Regions from separate parts of the Mus musculus genome. Here regions 1, 3 and 4 are each linked to region 2. Evidence: chromatin contacts called from public HiCAR-type, HiChIP or PLAC-seq and promoter capture Hi-C data. All regions are on one chromosome and are shown on one strand. Each heading gives the region's core, a stretch centred on a gene start, on an enhancer-like site or on the middle of the called end of the contact. The rest is flanking DNA. Distances are from core to core; before and after follow the strand shown.

Region 1 (2,705 bases), core at 166-2,665, 640 kb after region 2:
GTGAGGCAACCCACAAGGCAAAGTGAAAATGCTCAGGTTAGTGGTGTAGTCTGAGTGAAGGTTTTGCAACCAGAGCACTACTTCCAGCTTTAACATCATCGAAAAGCTGAATGAACACTAGAGAGGTAAAGGACAAAAACAAAACACAACTATACTTTAAAAAAAAAAAAAAAAAAAAAAAAAAACCTGTCCACAGTCTAAGCAGAGGACGTGAATTAAAAGGTCTGTGGTTCATCAGGGTCCACAATTCTTGGGAGGTCCTTTAGGCTGGACCAATCTGTGCAGTAGAAGCTGTAGTTTACAGCTCCAGAAAATGTTTGAGACTAAGCAAATGTCCTAAGAGCGGCCATATCCCCACTCAAAGCTACTCTCTACTCCAGTGTCAGGTTGCTCTTCATGTTTCCTGAATGCCACCATTAGCACCCCCATCCTCAGCCAACACCTAGGAGGTTCTGTGCCCTTCCAGGCCCTGTGGTTGATTCCATCCTTTGCTCCTCAACAGCCTCTTGTTACTCTTTAAAAGCCAAGGCTGCAGCACTTGGGAGGCAGAGGCAGGCGGATTTCTGAGTTCGAGGCCAGCCTGGTCTACAAAGTGAGTTCCAGGACAGCCAGGGCTACACAGAGAAACTGTGTCTCGAAAAACCAAAAATAAAATAAAATAAAATAAAATAAAATAAAATATAAAAGCCAAGGCTGTTGGAAGGAAAAACCCCACAGTTCCCGCCTAAGGCCCGGGTCTCCCCCTTTCCCGCGCAGCCGTAGCACCGCCCAAGCCATTTTCGCTCCAATTTTAAAAGCAGCAGCAAAGGGGAGCAGGAGATAAGGGGAGGAAGAAGAGGAGCAAAGTCAAGACCTCAGAGCAGGATTTGGACAAGCTCCCGCAGGTTTCTTCCCACTCCCTCCCTCTGGGCCGCACAACTGGTTGAAACTGGATTCGGGAGAAAAGGTTTAACAGGGACTAAGGTCAAAGGCAGACCTTCAGAACCTGGTTTACTTGAAGTAGTTGTCACCTGGGTCGCGCACGGGAAGTTTAGGACTCCTAGAACCTCAGAGCCCGGGTTAGGGCTATCCAAGAACGCTCGCCCGGCGTCTCCGCGTGCCCAGCTTGCCTGCCGGACGTCCTCCCGCTAATGCAGACCAGCCCCAGTTACCTCTCAGGCTGTATCGTGCCTGCATGCCGAACACCGACAGGGTGCCAGTGCCCGTGCGGTCCTCCTTCTTGAAGCCGCAGCGCAAAATGTGCTCCACCTGCCTCAGGTACTGGAGTTCTCCATGCCGTGGGGCTTCCGCGCTCAGCTGCTGAGCATCGGACTGCAGCTCGGAGCCAACCACCAGCATAACGGAGCAGTCTGGCAGCAGTGTAGTCAGCGACAAAACCAGGACCTTCCTGGCGCTCTTTTCCTCCAACACCAGCCCGCCTCTTCCTGCTGGGAAACTTCCGGCCGCCAGAATCCGTGGCAGACCCCGCCCCCACGTGACAGAAGTGGTTACAGCTTGCAAGGCAAACACCTGCCCACTTTCTCAAATCTGTATTTACCCTATTATGGCATTAAGAGCCTATAGGATCAGGGTGTGGGGATGCATGCCATTAAATCCCAGCTCCTGGGAGATTGAGTCGGCTAGAGGATCTGGAGTTTAAGGCAAGCCTTCACTTCATAGCAAGTTCAAGGCCAGCCTAGGTACTTGAGACCCAGTCTCAAAAAGAGCCTTTGGCTTATACGATACTTGTACTTGGATCTTTATGTAGTTTGGGAACCACAGTAATTTTGGCTTCATAGAATGAATTGGGTAGAGGACCTTCTGTTTCTGTTTTGTGGGATAGTTTGAGAATTGGAATTAAGTCTTTTTGAAGGCCTGATAGAACTCTGTGCTAAGTCCTGGGCTTTTTTTGTTTGGGAGACTATTAGTGACTGCTTCTACTTTTTTAGGGGAAATGGGACTGTTAAGATCATTAATCTGATCCTGATTTAACTTTGGAACCTGGTATCCGTCTAGGAAATTGTCCATTTCATCCATGTTTTCCAGTTGTGTTGACTATAGCTTTTTGTAATACAATCTGGTGATGTTTTGGATTTCCGCTGGTTCTGTTGTTATGTCTCCTTTTTCATTTCAGATTTTGTTAATTAGGATGTTGTTCCTTTGCCCTCTAGTTAGCCTGGCTAAGGGTTTATCTATCTTGTTGATTTTCTCAAAGAACCAGCACCTGGTTTGATTGATTCTTTGAATAGTTCTTTTTGTTTCCACTTGGTTGATTTCCACCCTAAATTTGATTATTTCCTGCTATCTACTTCTCTTGGGTGAATTTGCTTCCTTTAGTTCTAGAACTTATAGGTGTGCTGTCAGGCTGCTAGTGTGTGCTCTCTCTAGTTTCTTTTTGAGGAACTCAGAGCTGAGTTTTCCTCTTAGGAGTGCTTTCATTGTTCTCGTATGTTTGGGTATGTTGTGGCTTCATTTTCTTTAAACTCTAAAAAGTCTTTAATTTCTTTATTTCTTCCTTAACCAAGATATCATTGAGTAGAGTGTTGTTCAGTTTCCACGTGAACTTTGGCTTTCTGTAATTTATGCTGTTATTGAAGATCAGCCTTAGTCTGTGGTGATCTGATAGGATGCATGGGATAATTTCAATATTTTTGTATCTGTTGAGGCCTGTTTTGTGACCAATTATGTGGTCAATTTTGGAGGAGGGACCATGAGGTGCTGAGAAG
Region 2 (2,759 bases), core at 222-2,721:
CTCCTTTTCCCTTTCATTTCATCTGGACCCTGCCCATGAGATAATTAATGAAAGCACATCGGGGATGGGTATTTTTCTATCTGTTAACCAGCTAGATATGCCCCATGGACAAACTAAAAAGGAGCCTCGGTGTCTCAGGTTATTGTAAATCCAGTCAGACTGACAATGAAAGTAATCACAATAGCTTGCTTTCTGTGTTGTAACCCCCGAATTAGTGATACTAGAGAGATGTCAGTGTTGTGTACAGACAGTTTGCCTCTGCATTCCCTGCCCTCCCCCAGAAGCTCCCATCCTCCCTCTATCCTGGGGCAAGCACAATATGCAGACAACTGGTTTCTGTGCTGTGTCCTCCTGCAGCAGTCGGGGCTCCTTCCCCTTCCCCTGGCGTTAGAATGGTACTACCCATAAAACTCCCCTTAATGAAGACATTCTGAGGAGACATCCTCCTTTGTGTCTCCAAAAATCAACACTCCTGCTGATAAGCAGCAGAACTCCAGATGCCTGTCTTTGAGACCTTAGAGAAATAACAAGCTCAAGGGAGACCATGGAAAAAAGGTAAACAGAGGTCAGGTCACAGACAGTTACAACTGGCCATAAAATTAGTCCCTGAACAGACACCCATTAACACTCCCCCTTCCCGATACACTACCAATCCACCAAATGATTACAGCCCTCTAATCCCCTTTTCTGTAGGGATTCCTAAACTAAACTGTATATAAACCCAGTGTTTTCTGGACTCAGGGTCGTTTGCCAGCATTCACGTAGTGAGTGTGAGGCAGGAGAGCTGAGTTCAAACTTTAAACAATAAAAGACTCTTTCGAGTTGCAGTGGACTTTGCAATTCTTGAGCTCATCTGGATTTCCCGTGGACTCAGGGCACAACATTTGTAATTGTGATAAGCACTAAGGCCAAAAAGCAACTAAGGAAGAAAGGTTTATTTAGTTTAGACTTTCACATCAAGTCCACCTTTGAGGGAAATCAGGACAAGAACTCAAAGCAGGAACCTGGAGGTAAGAACTAAAGCAGAAAGTGGAGGAACAATGTTTGCTGAATCTCTCGGGCTCTGTTCAGCCACCATTTCTATGTGATGGCTAAAGAAACTCCATTTTTATGCCAGACATCCATCTTGGTACCCACTGTGAAACTATCTCAAAGGAAAAGGAAAAGGAAAAGGAAAAGGAAAAGGAAAAGGAAAAGAAAAAGAAAAAAAAAAAAAACCAAAAACACACAGAGAAACAGAATTGACTGCCTTCTCATGGGTACACACGCACGCAAGAAAATGCAAGGATGTGTGAAAATTTATGCTACAGCCATACCTAGGTTTTCTCAGTGCTTCCCAAAACAAAGTACAAGAGCTTCAGATTTTAAAGGACTCTACTAGTGTCTGTGACCTGGTACCCTCCTACCAGCAGAGGAAACCTCCCACCGTCCTTTTTAGTCCATTGAAGCGCGCTTCCGGAAGTCCCGCCCCTTCCGGAAGTGATGCCGCGGAACGTCCCGGAAGTTAACGGCGTCTATAGGCATGGGGCTTGTGAGTTGTGGTGTAGAGCAATGGCACATGCTCTCTTGAAACGTAGCGGCGTCCGCCGCGGTCTGGGCGGCAGGGAGGGTCCCCTGAAACGGCTGCGGCTGGCCGTGGAAGACTTCGTGCGGACTACCTCCGAGAGCGAAGCCTGCGAGAGCCGCAGCGCTGTGGCGCGCTCCCGGCCCGGCGGCCGAAAGAGCCGCAAGGAGCTTCGTAAGGAGAAGCGACACCTGAGGAAAGCGCGGCGCCTGCAGAGGACAGTAGGCTCCGGGTCAGGGGACCAAGGGGGGAATGTCGGCCTTAACGATGGCCCGGAGACTCGACGACCGCCCACTGAGGTGAGACCGACGCCCGCCAAGGCCACAGCAACCCCTGCCAAGGCCAGTGCCCCCTCCACTAACACCAAGGCCTCGGCGGCCCAGCCGAAGGCCAAGGCTAAAGGTGCTCCTGGAAAGCCTGGTCCCGCCACCGCCACCGCCCGGAAGCGGGCACTTCTAGCGGCCAACGAGGAGGAGGACCGAGAGATCCGAAAGCTGGAACGGTGCCTCGGCCTCCACAAGCGTAAGAAGAAGGGCGATGGTAGCTCGGTGCCGCTCAGCTTCGCGCGCGACGGTCTGGACTACATCCTGGGGGCCCTGGAATGTGGGAGCGGCGGCGGCCTGTACGAAAGCAGCGAGGAAGAGGAGGAAGAAAAGTTGGAGACTGGACAGACAGTCTTGGAGAGTGACCTAGAGAGCAATTCTAAAGAAAGTGAGGAGGACCCAGACTGGCAAGTGCTGCAGGAGGATCAGGAAGATGTAAACTCGAAAAGGAGAGGAGAAGCAGAAAGTGGGACTCGGGGAAATAAAGGGACTAAGAAAGTGCGTTTTGCAGAAGTTGTAGAAAAGAGCAGAAGCTCTTCGGAAGATGACATAGAACAGCAGGTATGTCACGAACAGCCTGTAGGCCCTCTGGGCTGTCATTCCAAACGGAGTGAGGGGCAGAGTACAGAACAGTATTTGCACTAACACAGTAGCAGCCACAGCCTGCTGAGGGACAGGCTGACCCAGGCCATTCTAGGCAATCATAGAGCTTCACTTCGTTAAATAGCAGTACCCTGCTCCAAGTTCTCATGGGGTTAGTGTTTGGAGTAAGTAACAACAACAACAACAAAAGATACCGGATTTTCCACTGTACATTTTTGTTTACAATTTTATTCCTGTTTTCAAGGAGAGTCACTCTGTTGAAAGTGGTG
Region 3 (2,703 bases), core at 45-2,544, 670 kb after region 2:
TTTCTTAAGAAGCTTGCCTGCAGGATAAAATGTTTCAACTTCAGAGGAAACTATTACACAACATGTGGTCACACTATTCAAGAGAGACCCTCTTCCCTACCAGGTGGGAAAGTGAACTTTCATTCACTCATCTCTTTCACGGCTCCATCCTTCATCTGCCCCCACGCCCATTAAATACTGCTTGGGGTACTGAGGCAGAAGGAAGGGAAATTCAATGATGTGGCTATGCTAGAAAGAAGTTCAAGGTCAGCCCGGGCAGCTTCTTGAGCCTTGTCTGAAAACCGAAAACAAGAGAAGGGCTGGAGGAGCACACGTGGCAGGCCCTGAGTATGGAAAAAGAAAAGGGAAAAAACGCTCTTGGCGCCATGGCTCAAGGCTGTAATGCCTGGCCTGTAGTACTCCAGGAGGTTAAGGCAGGAGGGTGGGAAGACCAACCTAGACTACATACAAAAAGACGGGTTCAGGCGCATCAGATGAAAGGGTTTGTGTGTACACGTGTTGAAGTCTCCTGAGGGCATGGAGGCCAAGACTGAATAGAGTCCATACTTTTAAGGACCAGACTAGGGACCAAGGTCCTTCTTGAAGAGCACTCAGCCACGACCGGCCTGCACCTGCAGAGGGCGCCGCAGACACACTGAAGCGAAGTGAGCCTCCAGATGGGTGCGAGAGCAAGGCCAGCAAAGTTTCTGGGAAAGGCTTCTCCTCTAAGAACTCGAGAGCTTCAGACAGGAGGGGATATGAAAGTTGGTAGAAAGAACAGAAAAGAAAGAGACGGTTTAAAAAAAAAAAAAAAAAAAAAAAAAAGAGTGCTGCCACTGACCCCAATCGTTCAGGTTTGAATCTGTTTTCCCATCTACAGAGCAGATTGGGGGGAGGGGGAGGGCGTGGGGGGGGTGGAGCGGGGTTTCGGAAAGTGCTCTTACAGGATTCCAACACTACTTAGATTCAAACTCCAAGTGCCGCCTGCCCTCTTTGCTCCTCCCCAGTCTGAGCATCCCCGCCGCTGAGCTTGGAGTAGCGGATGTGAGCAACGCAGCAATCCTGAGTCCGGACTCCGCGAGGCCTTGGCACGAGGGGAAAACCTCGGACACCCACCCGGCCAGAGTCCCATCGGACCTGTTCTCTTTTCCCTAACCATCTCCACCCCGAGCACCCTGTCACCTGGGCGCTCCGGGGGTGCGGGCCCGGCGGGCGGGGCGCGGGGCGGGGATGGGGGTGGGGGCTGATGCCCCGTGGAAGGAGGCTGGCCACGTGACTCCCGAGGCTCAGCTGGGCTGCCAGGCGGGGAGCGCCGCTTCGGCCCAGGAGGAGGTGGTGGGCGCGCAGCCCGAGCTGCGCGGGACTGGCCGTCGGGGTCCCGGGACGGCGAACCCCGGGGAGCGCCCATGCCATGGAGAAGCTGGCGGCCGGGCTGGCCGGGCTGCGCTGGAGCATGGGCGCTTTCCCGCTGGACCTCATCGTCAGCCGCTGCCGCCTGCCCACGCTCGCCTGCCTCGGACCAGGTACCCGGTGTCTAGAGGGGAGACGGAGGCGGAGGATGCGAAAAGTCGGGGCTTCGCTCTGTTGGAGCTGGCAGGACTTACAGGCGCATTCAGTCACTACCCTCCCTGTCCCCGTTGATGGGGGGCTTTGCTTGTCTTCTGGGGCTGCTCCTGGCACAACCGGAGCCCCCAAGTCTGGGAGCCGCTTCTGGGCCCCTCCGACCCCCCACAGGGTTAGTAACTGGCCGCAGGGTTGCAACAAAGTTTTCAGTCCCCCTGGAGCCAGTAGCGATGCTGAGTCTGTGGGCCGCTCTGTCGGTGCACCCCGCTTTCCCGGCGCCTATCGGCCCCTGCCCAGGCCGCACCCCCTTGATCCCTTTGTCTTCCAGCCTCTCACCTTCATCGTACCGCATCTCTTGGACCACGATAGGTCTTTCCCTACCATCCCCGCTAGTCCCTTTTTGGGACCTTTCCTGAACCGTCCTTTGACATCCTGAGGTCTTTTGGCAACGGGCAGACTATCCTCCGGAGAGGCCTGAGTGAGCGGGCCGGCCACCAGGCACCCCCCTCCCACACACACACACCCTTCCCTATCTCAGCAGAGGACCCCCGGCCCTCCCCCACCTCTCGTCCTATTTCGCCAGCAGGTGCGGGTGTTCCGATGATGGGACCGAATATAGGAGAGCCTGAAGGCTGCACAGAGCAAGAGGACTGTAGTGTTGGGGGAAAGGGGAGCTGTTTGGTTGGGGGAGGGGCGGGAGCCGGGGCTGGCAGCCAGGCTGGGGGTTTTGTGTGTGAGAAGAATAGGGGTTTGGCCCGCGTTGGCACACTCGCTTCCCTGAATGCTAATGGGACTCCTGTGCTGTTCTTGGACTGGCAGCCCCTCCTCAGACCCGCAACAGCAAGAACTGGGCACAGTGAGCACCAGGCGGGCCGAAGCAGGCTCAGTGGGACTTCAGTGTGTCCCGGTCCTTTAGGTGGAATACCTGGCAGTCTAACTCTGGTGGGACCTCACTCACTGCTCAGCGTGAGATCCCAGGACTGCGCTTGCAGCTGGACTGTGTCTGCTTGTGAATAGGAAATTCTGCCCTAGGTTCTTCCTGCTCACTTCCCACGCATCTCTTTGACACCCTTTTCTTTGAGTTCTTTTCTGAGCGCTTCTTTATGGCTAGGACTTCTCTGTGCTTCCCTGACACCTGTGCGCCCCATTCCACAGGGCTGC
Region 4 (2,876 bases), core at 318-2,817, 770 kb after region 2:
TTTTCGAGACAGGGTTTCTCTGTATAGCCTTGGCTGTCCTGGAGCTCAGTTTATAGACCAGGCTGGCCTCAAACTCAGAAATCCGCCTGCTTCTGCCTCCCAAGTGCTGGGATTAAAGGCGTGCACCACCAAGCCCGGCTCCTTTCCCCTTTCTTGATACCCCTGCCCCCCAGTCCTTCCACTCACCCCCTTCTCCACTGTACTGGTTCAGTTGCTGCCCAGATTTCCCTCCATATGGACTGAGCTCCTGGAAAGAGATAGAGGAGACTCTGAGGAGAGAGGCTGGTCTCAAGTTCCTGCCAGGGTACCCTCAGGGGCAGCCTGGCTACTCTGGTGTGACTTGGTCTCTTAGAAGTTCTTCTTTAGGCCAGAGGTCAAATGTAAGTATCTGGAGGGAGAAAAGGATGTTCAGAAACGGGGACAGGGGCACAATTCCAGGGACCCTGCCAGGGCCAGCAGCCTCACCTGAAACCAGGAACCAGGCACACCCTGGAAGTCAACATGCTTTGTTTAGCTCCTTCCTGAATTGACCTGTCCCTGGGCCTCTAGGCTAATTGAAATGGCTGGGTCCAGAGCTCCAACAAGGAGTCAGGGTCCTGCAAATTAACCCATGTTTTCCTCTCAAAATCCCATGTGTGTATGCATCTAAAACCAGATGGCAGCTCACACTTGCAATCTCAGCACCCAGGAGACTGAAGCAGGAAGACTGTAGCAAGTACAAGGACAGCCTGGGCAACAGAGTGAACCTTTATTTAAAAAACAAACAAACTAACTAACAACAATCACCCCAAAATATAAATAATAAAACCAGAAGGAAGCCAGACATGGTGGTTCAAGCCTGTACAATAATCCCAGTGCTTAAGATAATGGGGCAGGGGTATCCCTTACTTAAGATAATGGGGCAGGAGTATCCCTTACTTAAGTGCAAGGGTTCAAGAGCAGCCTGGGCAACACAGAAGATCCACACAGAAAATAAAAACAAGGAAGTACATGAAAACTAGGAGGATATAACACAAACAAACAAACAGGTGCAGGCAAGGATAGGCTATAGATAAGACATGCCACAGAGGAAGCTACAGATAGGGATATTTAGATCTGGGGATTGCAGTAGATTAGGAGCTGTAGATAAATAGATAATAAAATGCAAGCCTAGGCTCCACGCTTCTCCTCAGACTCTTTCCCATCGTCTATGCTAATAAGCTTCTACATCTGCAAAGGTTTTCTTCTCATTTCATTGTAAGTTGGTAGCCAAAAGAGCAGCAGGTGTCGTAGGGTGTCATGGGGACTCAGGTAAAGCTATGGAAGTGTCCCCTCACCCTGGGCAGGAAGATTGCCTTCTTGGGGGCAAGCTGGTCCCTTCCTTCCACCTTTCATCCTACACCCTGTGGTTCCTCACAACCTGTGGCTCTGACTGTGGCCTCTGCAGGTCTCCCCAGGGTCCTCACTCACCCCAGTACTTACTGATTGGGCTGTGGGGACAAATGTTGGCTCCAACTCCAGCAGGGGAAGAGTCACGGCCAGGAGCAGCTGGGAGAGAGCTAGAGAGGACATGGCTCAACGCAGCAGTCCCTAAAGCCCTCCGGCTGTTCCAGGATGCAAATTTCCTCCCCCCACCCCCCCCCACCCCCCGCCCCAGCTGGCAGGGCTATTACTGAAGGAAGGGAGGAAAGATCAGAGGGAGCCAAGGTGAGTTGACAGAGCAAGTGTCACAGCCTGTGATTCGGGCAGATATGCTTCCAGGTCACTGGGGCCACCTGGACCCCCACATGATTCTGTGAGAGGAGTGTGCCTTGGTTCTCCTGGGCAGGCGGAGGGGACACAGGTACCACGTCACAAAAAACAACAGGTCACAGAGGCAGGTTCAGGCATGGTCCCCAGGGCCTAGGAAACTTGGATCATTTTGGAATGCCTCCAGGAAGCTAGACCTTCAAAACTGAACCAAGGTTAGAAAAGACTATAAAGGGGGCAGCAAGATGCCTCAGAGGGTAAAGGAGCTTGCCGCCAAACTCCACAGCCTGAACTGGTCCCTGGAACACACATGGTACAAGAAAGCCAGCTCTTGTTCCATCAAACACCTTGAATCCGTCCCCTGTATTTGTATGTCAGAATACCTCAGGCTGGGTTGAAGAATAGAAAATTACTGGCCTCTTGTGAGAACATGAATTTTTTACCTCGGAGCCCACCCCCTCCCATCTAGAGATTGTTCCCAGAACACTCCTAAACTTTTCACCCCAAAACTCCTCACCCTAAAGTTTGAACCCTCCCAACTAAAAACTGTTCCAAAAACATTTTTGAGATAAAGGCCTCCTGGAACAACCTCAAAATGAACCAGGTACTCCTTAGTTACGTAGGTTCCTTGATAGGACATGACTCCTTAGTTACGTAGAATCCTTTGGCAGAACCCCTTGTCCCTTGGCAGAACTCCCTAGTGATGTAAACTTGTACTTTCCCTGCCCAGTTCTCCCCCTTTGAGTTTTACTATATAAGCCTGTGAAAAATTCTGGCTGACCGTCGAGACTCCTCTACCCTGTGCTAAGGTGTATGAGTTTCGACCCCAGAGCTCTGTGTGCTTCCATGTTGCTGCTTTATTTCGACCCCAGAGCTCTGGTCTGTGTGCTTTCATGTTGCTGCCTTATTAAATCTTGCCTTCTACATTTTATGTATGGTCTCAGTGTCTTCTTGGGTACGCGGCTGTCCCGGGACTTGAGTGTCTGAGTGAGGGTCTCCCCTCGAGGGTCTTTCAGGGTAATTTTTTGTTTTGATTTGTTTTACAAGACAAGGTTTCTCTGTGTAGCCCTGAATGTCCTAGAACTCACTGTGTAGATTGGACTGGCCTCAAACTCAGAGATCCATTTGCCTCTGCCTCCCCAGTGCTG

Evidence for each region. Promoter capture Hi-C pulls out the DNA fragments that hold promoters and counts their contacts. HiCAR-type assays count read pairs that join an accessible place to other places. HiChIP or PLAC-seq counts read pairs in DNA pulled down with a chosen protein or histone mark.
Region 1: an H3K4me3 HiChIP or PLAC-seq map of the 230-238 cell line shows a contact between it and region 2, with 14 read pairs. The contact joins the promoter of Tyms here to the promoter of Nom1 in region 2. A contact is called at or near these places in 1 of 39 promoter capture datasets (embryonic stem cells) and 3 of 115 datasets of contacts at active chromatin or transcription factors (the 230-238 cell line and embryonic stem cells).
Region 3: a HiCAR-type map of astrocytes shows a contact between it and region 2, with 2.9 times the contacts expected there. The contact joins the promoter of Garem2 here to the promoter of Nom1 in region 2. A contact is called at or near these places in 8 of 39 promoter capture datasets (the 3T3-L1 cell line, the HPC-7 cell line, the SN4741 cell line and 4 more), 3 of 115 datasets of contacts at active chromatin or transcription factors (astrocytes, bone marrow-derived macrophages and large pre-B cells) and 1 of 9 other capture datasets (liver).
Region 4: a promoter capture Hi-C map of embryonic stem cells shows a contact between it and region 2, with 4 times the contacts expected there. The contact joins the promoter of Adgrf3 here to the promoter of Nom1 in region 2. A contact is called at or near these places in 4 of 39 promoter capture datasets (the 3T3-L1 cell line, the C10 cell line, the SN4741 cell line and 1 more).

Annotation. Positions count from the first base shown.
Region 1 is chr5:30,072,210-30,074,914 of GRCm38.p6, forward strand. It overlaps Tyms (thymidylate synthase), which reads right to left and starts at 1,416. Exons shown (of 7, transcript NM_021288.4): 1 at 1,152-1,416. The coding sequence starts at 1,338.
Region 2 is chr5:29,433,196-29,435,954 of GRCm38.p6, forward strand. It overlaps Nom1 (nucleolar protein with MIF4G domain 1), which reads left to right and starts at 1,472. Exons shown (of 11, transcript NM_001033457.2): 1 at 1,472-2,448; 2 at 2,735-2,759. The coding sequence starts at 1,483.
Region 3 is chr5:30,103,902-30,106,604 of GRCm38.p6, forward strand. It overlaps Garem2 (GRB2 associated regulator of MAPK1 subtype 2), which reads left to right and starts at 1,295. Exons shown (of 6, transcript NM_001167879.1): 1 at 1,295-1,502. The coding sequence starts at 1,391. 3110082J24Rik (RIKEN cDNA 3110082J24 gene) reads right to left here and starts at 2,185. Exons shown (of 3, transcript NM_001256263.1): 1 at 2,106-2,185; 2 at 1,162-1,513; 3 at 1-17. The coding sequence starts at 1,458.
Region 4 is chr5:30,204,155-30,207,030 of GRCm38.p6, forward strand. It overlaps Adgrf3 (adhesion G protein-coupled receptor F3), which reads right to left and starts at 1,568. Exons shown (of 14, transcript NM_001014394.2): 1 at 1,462-1,568; 2 at 187-247. The coding sequence starts at 1,551.